2 separate regions of the Hordeum vulgare genome follow, and region 2 is linked to region 1. Evidence: chromatin contacts called from public Hi-C data. All regions are on one chromosome and are shown on one strand. The core of a region is the stretch at or near the end of the contact, and the rest is flanking DNA. Distances in the headings are between cores, read along the strand shown.

Region 1 (3,614 bases), core at 888-3,387:
AAGGCATTGTCTTGGTTACTCGTGGTACGTTTGGTCTTGGATTCGAAGATCTTGGAAGCATTGATGGTATGGTATCTTGCTGATAGCCTAAGCATCCAAGGCATAATGTACGACATGGGTGACACTCCCTCGATAGCTTCCCTCTCCAGTTCAGCCAGATCATGCTTCCTACTTGTCGATCTCTAGGCGTTTGAGGTGGGAGGTATGTTGATCTGGTCAGTCTTGGTGTCATGGTCGTGTGATGTTGGTGCCTACTATTGGTTGCGACGTGGTATTGATGCCATTTATCTCATCTCTTTGTCTTTGATGCTAGATTTTAGCTTAGAGAGTTTGTGTCGTGTTGTATCCCTTTCCGCTCTTCCCAGACCTTGTGTGGTGCTCCTCCATTCTCTGATGTATCTCACTTTTGTTTCTTTCTACCTATCAATGAAATGATACGCGGTCTTTGAGTATTCGTGACAAAAACTAGATGATACCCCGTACGTTGCGGTGGGAATATGTTGCAATATATTTCAGTAAAATTTAGTTGTACAAAACATTTTTTTAATTGTTTGTATGAAACATTTGGATTAATAGTGTATGAAAACTAAAATTACATATTACATATCGTATTGCTTCATTGCATAGTTGAAAACTATTTATTGAATATATGCAGTATAATATAATGGAAATTTTCCTATGCATGTTTGGTGTGGGCCTTTGATAAGGTGACATATGTGCATGGATTATGTGTGAATGTGGAAAGAAATAGAATTAGTGGGGATCAATTAATAAGGAAAATCGATTATTATGCATGTTGTGGTGGGCCTTTTATCATGTGGCACATGTGCATATTAAGATAATAAAAGTAGTGAGGATGAACTATTTAGGGGCAATATATTTCAGTAAAATTTGGTTGTATGAAACAATTGGATTACTTATATAAAAATGCTAAAATACATATTACATATTGTATTGGTTTATTACATAGTTGATAACTATTTATTGGATATAGTTGGTGTAATATAATGGACTTTTTCCCATGCGTGTTTGGTGGGCCTTTATTGAGGTGATACATGTGCATGGATTATGTGTGCATGTTAAAATAAGTAGAATTAGTGGGGATCAATTAATACAGGAAAATAATTCTTATGCTTGTTGTGGTGGGCTTTGATGATGTTGCATGTGTGCGTGTTAAGATAATAAAAATAGTATGGGATGAACTATTTAGGTGTATATGATGCTATATCTTGCTTACCGCGAGATAGATTGATTTCTCATATGTATCATTCAGTGACTAGGCTGGCCCATTTCAGCCATTTTGGGAACCTTCCACAGGAAAGAGGAACTGGTTTTAGGGGCCCTTCGTTTGGTTTTCCATCGGGTTTTCCCTTTTCTCACTATTTGTGCTTTTCTCTACAGGTTTTTATTGGTATTCTTCAAGTTTTGTAGTACCTTTTTTTTGTTTGTTTCTATTTTGCAAATACTTGTTGTCTTTTAAAGTACACATATATAACTTTTCTTATACGTGCTGAATAAACATTTGAAGATTTGTTTGTGTTCCATTTTTTTTTCTTCATTTACGCGTACTTGCTTTAGCCCAACTTTACACAACGGTAACACTAGCTATCTAGTAAAAGTAAACAGTTTGCTAAAGGACATCTAAATGTGTTGTAAATATTGCACATTTAAATCATATATCACTGATCTTATGCGAAGATTCATAAGAACATTGTTTTTTTTATTATGTTTCATTAGATTAGAACACATGTAGATGTGTTCTAGACATTTTCGTCGAAGTAAATTTATTATGCCTGAAATCACGGGGAAGCTTCCAAAGAAGACAAGACAGCGCATGAGCTTTCGGCACAAGCTGGCGTGCTTCGCTTTCCGTATAATATCGATCTTTTGCGCGACGGTTGCCCGAAAACGGGAAGATATGAATTTCAGTCTCTCTTGGGGATATTTGCCGCACCCAGCGCCACACAAGCAGGATTGACTGGTGCTAAGGCTTACGCGGCAGATCAGGTCGAACGTGAACTAGCCGGTGGACGTGGAAAAAGCGTATACTCGCGATATGTTTCAAGTTATCCTTGTTGTGAAAAGCAGTGCTTCTGGATAACTTGGAGCACGCACGCCACACGTGCATGCAGAAGATATGGCCTTCAACTTGTACACCCCCTTCCGATGAGCAATGCGCCACGGAGAAGCGATTCGAGTCTCAGCCCGTTGAAAAGAGAGAAAAAAAGGGCTACATGATTCATCCATATTTCCATGGATGGATACTGCGTTGATTGATACGGCGTGCTCGTTGGACGCAATTACACAAATATCTGCACAGCGCATGGTAGGAGGAGAGCATGATAGGAGAGAACCGTGCCAAAACTGACGAAAAGGTGCCGGGCGTAGCATTCAGCGACCTCCTCCTCACGACCAAAAGAAGGAACGGAGACAGACTACGACGGCGACGGCGACGGCGGAAACTTTTCGCGGATGACGCCAACCCGGCGGTCGAGGCCGATTTCACTGTTTTGATCCTTTCGGCATAGTTTACCTCATGTGATCTCGTTTGTAAAATACAAAATCTAATTTAAGAGCAAGTCTAATGCAGCAAACCAAATTGTCCGTTCGTGTCCGTGGGTGCGGATAAAAGTGGGGGTCCAACGGGTCGACCAAAATCCAAAACATGTTCGCCCGGACCCATTTTCAATTCAAAATTATGCGTAAAATGGGTCTGCGCGGACGTGAAACGGACGCGGCGTACGCCTTCTCATGTCCGAGTCCGTCCACACGTGATACCCGGTCAAACCCTACGCCTTTTTATTAACGACGACCGCCCACCGTAGGTCCACACGTCACCAACCCACAAACGTCCTTTTTTAATCCGAGCGGGGGAAGGGGGCTCTTCCTCTTCTTGAAGCCGCCCCATCGACATCTAGCCACACACTACTTCCCCATTGGCAGCAAAACCCAAGCTACCATGGACTTTTTCTCCAACAAAGACAAGGGCAAGTCCCCCGCGCTCCCGTTGTCGGCGTCTTCCTTTCGTCCGCCTCGGCAGCGGATGAGCATACCAGTGCACTAGGCGTCGTGGCACTAGGAGTATCGCGTCCCCCTCACCTACCCAGATGTCACGCTGCCGCATGACGGGCATTTGGATACGGAGAGAATCCCACTGCGAGCGATGCCGCGATCGGCGCGGGCGCATGTGGGGGAGGTGAGGCGCCGGCGACAGCAGCTGGCACCAGAGCAGCGGCGCAATGCCGTCTACGCTGCAGACTCTCTCGATTGGGATGTCTGGTTTGCATGGGAGCACGAGGAGCAGCACTGGCGTGGCGTCCGCGATGTGGTGGCTGGACAGTCGCCGCCCTTCGTCGTGCGAGAAGAAGACCACACAACGGAGGGCGGCGTACCAGAACGCGCTGGCGTCCGTCCTGTGTGCAAGCGAGGAGGAAGCGCGCCTCAAGGAGGAGGAGGAGGAGGAGGCGGCCTACCAGAAGCAGCTGGCGGAGGCCACGGCACTCTCCGTTGTCGACGACTGCGTCGTGCCGCCGGGGCCCCGCCGTCCCTGCCGAGCCAGGATCGCTGGTCCTCACGCCCAAGTTGTACGTCTGGGATGGGGTGGTGCGCGAGTG
Region 2 (3,797 bases), core at 1,252-3,751, 100 kb after region 1:
GTGGTCGTTTGCGAGGAGGGCGAGCTAGGGTGGTCCCCGAGACGCAAAAGGCCTATTATATGCTTTTCTTTAAAATTGCCACACTAAAACTTCGAAACATAAAAATGTCGAGTGACTTAGAGTTTGTTTTTGCCATGCTAAACTTTAAAACCGGAATCCTCTATATAAAAAGGTCATGAACAAAAGAAATATTTATAAAAACGGCATGCTTTTGAAAAATATATATAATATTGTACTTCTTTGTAAAACTGACATCTTCTGATACAATATTTTACCTAGATAAACCTAATTATCTACCATGCAATTGAAAATAAAAAGTCCATCCTTTTGTTTTAAAAAATGCCATCATCTTGGCATTAAAAATTGCATCTTTTTTATAATAAAAAGGTCATGTCAATATTAATAAGAAGGTCATGATCTAGAAAATAAAGCTTCCACCTATTAATAATAAAATCATCATGCTCTTAAGTATAAAAATGTCATATTATTAATAATAAAAATTCCATGCTTTTAATGATAAATCCCCCCCCCCCCCTTGACAAATAAAAATGCCCATGTTACTAATAATAAAAATTACATGCTCTTAATAATGAAACTGACATGCTCATAATTAGAATGACATGCTCTTAGTAATAAAAATGTCATGTTATTAATAATAAAATACCATGCTCTTAACGATAAAAGTTTTCAACCCATTGACAAATAAAAATGCCCATGTTACTAATAACAAGAATGGCATGCTCTTAATAATGAAAGTGACATGATCTTAATAGTAAAAATGACATGCTCTTAATAATAAAATGACATGTTATTATTAATAAAAATTCCATGCTCTTAATGATAAAATTTCATCTCCTTGACAAACAAGAATGTGCATGTTACTAATAATAAAAATGGCGTGCCCTTAATAATAAAATCAACATGCTCGTAATAAAAATGCCATGTCTTAGTAATAAGAATGCCATGTTATTAATAATAAAATTTCCATGCTCTTAGTGATAAAAATTTCACCCCCTTGACAAATAAAAATGCCCTTGTTACTAATGACAAAAATGACATGCTCTTGATAGTGAAACTGACACGCTCTTAATAGTAAAAAATGTCATGCTCTTAATATTAAAACTGTCATGGTATTAATAATAAAAATTTCATGCTCTTAATGATAAAAGTTTCATCTCCTTGACAAATAAAAATGAGCATGTTACTAATAATAAAAATGGCATGCTCTTAATAATGAAATTGCCATCATCTTAATAATAGAAATGTCATGCTCTTAATAATAAAATTCTATGCCCTTAATAATGAAACAGTCATCCTCTTAAGAGTATTTCATGTTACTAATTATTAAATGACATGCTCTTATAAAAAGTTTCCATGGGGGACATTAAAAGGACATGGAAATTGTCGTGCTACATACAATAAAAAATGCATGTGGCATGTTTAGGGAAAAAAGTCAGCTCTAAAAAGTAGGGATCTCTGTTCTTCAAACAATGACTTTAATGAAAAACAAATTTAAAACAAATAGCTCGAATACATTAAATGTGTTTGAAAGCAGAAGTGTTCACAAAGACCTCTCTAGCCGAATTGCAAGAGGAAGCGAGTTTGATTCCCGGATACGCACTTACAACAAACTCTTTGAGAGAGCTGCGTCGGATTTGCACCAATATCCGTATGGCTAGAACAGATGGCAGGGAGTACGTTTGCTAGCATCACCTTCATGACGAAATTTGCCAAATAACATATTCTTAAACAAAAGACAAAATAGACTTATCGTGTGCAAAGACAGAGCTATGTGCAGTCTTTGAGGGGCTGTGCCCCCCCCCCCCCCCCTGCCATTAGGCCTCGTTTGGTTAAGGAGGATTGGGGAGGTTTTGAGAGGAAGGGATTTCAGGGGATTGGGTGAATTCCTTTGTTCCACCCAATCCTCTCAAATCCCCGGAGTTTTTGCTTCCACTAGTCCTCCGAGGAGGGTTTTGAAACACATGGATAGGAAGGGATTGAAGGGGAACGGAGGGGATTGGGCTAAGAAAACCCCTCCTATCAAATGGACGCCCGAGGATCTGTGGGGTTTCTGACCCCCCGGGAATTTTCCTCTTAAAACCTCTTCAATCCCCCTTAACCAAACGAGGTCTTGGGAAAAACAGTGAAGATTATTTTTCTAGGGACTAAAACTAAAGAAAAAGTAGTCATTAGCCTCCCCAAACAATCATATTTCGTACTTTTCCCCTTGCAGTTCTTTGCTAGCGAGCCACTGATCGTTTGACCTTTATTTCAAAAGTAAGCATTCTTGATTTTGTATTATGATTTACAAAAAACAAATTTGGTTGTATTTGGGTACAAGGCTTTTTCATCAAAAAGTTGGCTACAAAATCACAAAGATCCTTTTTGTAGGGGTACAAAATCAACACAGGTCTAAGAAGTACATTTTCCACGGAAAATTTCCAAGATTTTTTTTGCTGTTCTGATTACACGGTTATAGAAATTTTTTCATCTTCAGTACACTACACTCCAACAGACAACAGTGACACTACCACTAGGACGCTTCACGCTCACGGCTCACGGCTCACGGGAGGCCGAACAAGACGGCAAGACGCGCACGCCCCTCCGGATCCTTTGGTTTAAAGCCCACCCCCCGACGCCTTCCCTTCGTTAGCGAGCCGCCTCCTTCCACCGCTGGCTTCCACACCTCCCTCGCGCTCGCGGTGCTGATCTCGAGGCCCAACCAAAGGCCGAGGGTTCTCGCCGCGCGCAGGGAAGGGGACTAGGCAAAGACAAGTCATGGGCTTCCAGGTCGCGGCCGTCGTGCCATCGCCGTGCGCGCCCTCCTCGGCGCCCTCCACTTCCTCCCGGTCGCCATTCCTCGGCGGCGGCTGCGGCATGCTCGTGAGATCCTCCGCGCCGGGCGGTCTTGTGGCGCGCCGGCGTGGCGAGGGGCGGCCCGCGAGGTGCGCGCTGAGCGCTAGCATCGACGGGACGGGAGGCGGGGACTTGGAGTTCTTGAGGAGGATCGAGGAGCTGGCGGCGTCGGCAGGGGCGCGGACGGCGGGATGCGGGTGGCCGCCGAGCCTGGAGCGGAGCGCCAGCGCCGTCGGCCTGCCCCTGTCCCTTCGAATGCTGAAGCGGAAGAAGAAGCAGCAGCAGGTGGCGCCGCGGTCGCGGTGGGACGAGCGGCTGCTCCTTGGCTCCGCCGGTGAGTCGGTGGGCCGCGCCTTCTCGTCCATGGTGCTCATCGTGCAGGAGCTGCAGAGCTTCGCGCTGCAGCAGATGCAGGAGGCCCTGCTCTGCGACGACCTGCAGGGCGTCCTGGCGCGCGCTCATGGCGAGATGCACGCCTCCTTCGTCTGGCTCTTCCAGCACATCTTCGCCGCCACCCCGGCGCTCATGCTCTCCCTTATGCTTCTCCTCGCCAACTTCTCCGTCCACTCCATGAGCCACAGCGTCGCCGCTGCCGCCGTCTCACCGACCCTGCCCGCCGCCGCGGCTGCCACACTGGTCGACGCCCAGCACAACGAGCCATCCAACCCGCGGTTCGATGCTGTCTCTGTCAAGACATTCTCGTCTGGCCGGACTGCGTCGGTCGGTGGGGGCAGCGGGGGTGGCGGCGATGTTCGCCCCGTCGCGGGCGCTTCCAGCGATGACCGGTGGGACGAATCCCGCTACAGTCTTAACCGCGTCGCGCCACAGCAACTTGCGCCGCTGGCGGGGATGGGCGCGGACGCCGCCGCCGTGGACGAGCAGGCCATCTGGGATAGGATGGCCGCGGAGGCCTCGAGCATGCAGGCCGACGCACGCGCCGA

What was found. Hi-C and Micro-C count contacts between places; a contact is called where the count stands out from the background.
Region 2: a Hi-C map of leaf shows a contact between it and region 1, with 3 times the contacts expected there. The contact joins the promoter of LOC123445924 here to the enhancer-like site in region 1. A contact is called at or near these places in 2 of 6 Hi-C or Micro-C datasets (leaf and seedling) and 1 of 1 datasets of contacts at active chromatin or transcription factors (embryo).

Annotation. Positions count from the first base shown.
Region 1 is chr1H:467,846,629-467,850,242 of MorexV3_pseudomolecules_assembly, forward strand. No RefSeq gene overlaps it. Among protein-coding and RNA genes, the nearest start is that of LOC123415296, 10 kb to the left of the region's middle. Within about 2 kb of position 2,138, at least 1 of the 3 cell types and tissues checked has open chromatin away from gene starts, as enhancers often do. A contact at or near this core is called in leaf, where this site is marked.
Region 2 is chr1H:467,950,954-467,954,750 of MorexV3_pseudomolecules_assembly, forward strand. LOC123445924 reads left to right here and starts at 2,502. Exons shown (of 2, transcript XM_045122819.1): 1 at 2,502-3,797. The coding sequence starts at 2,779.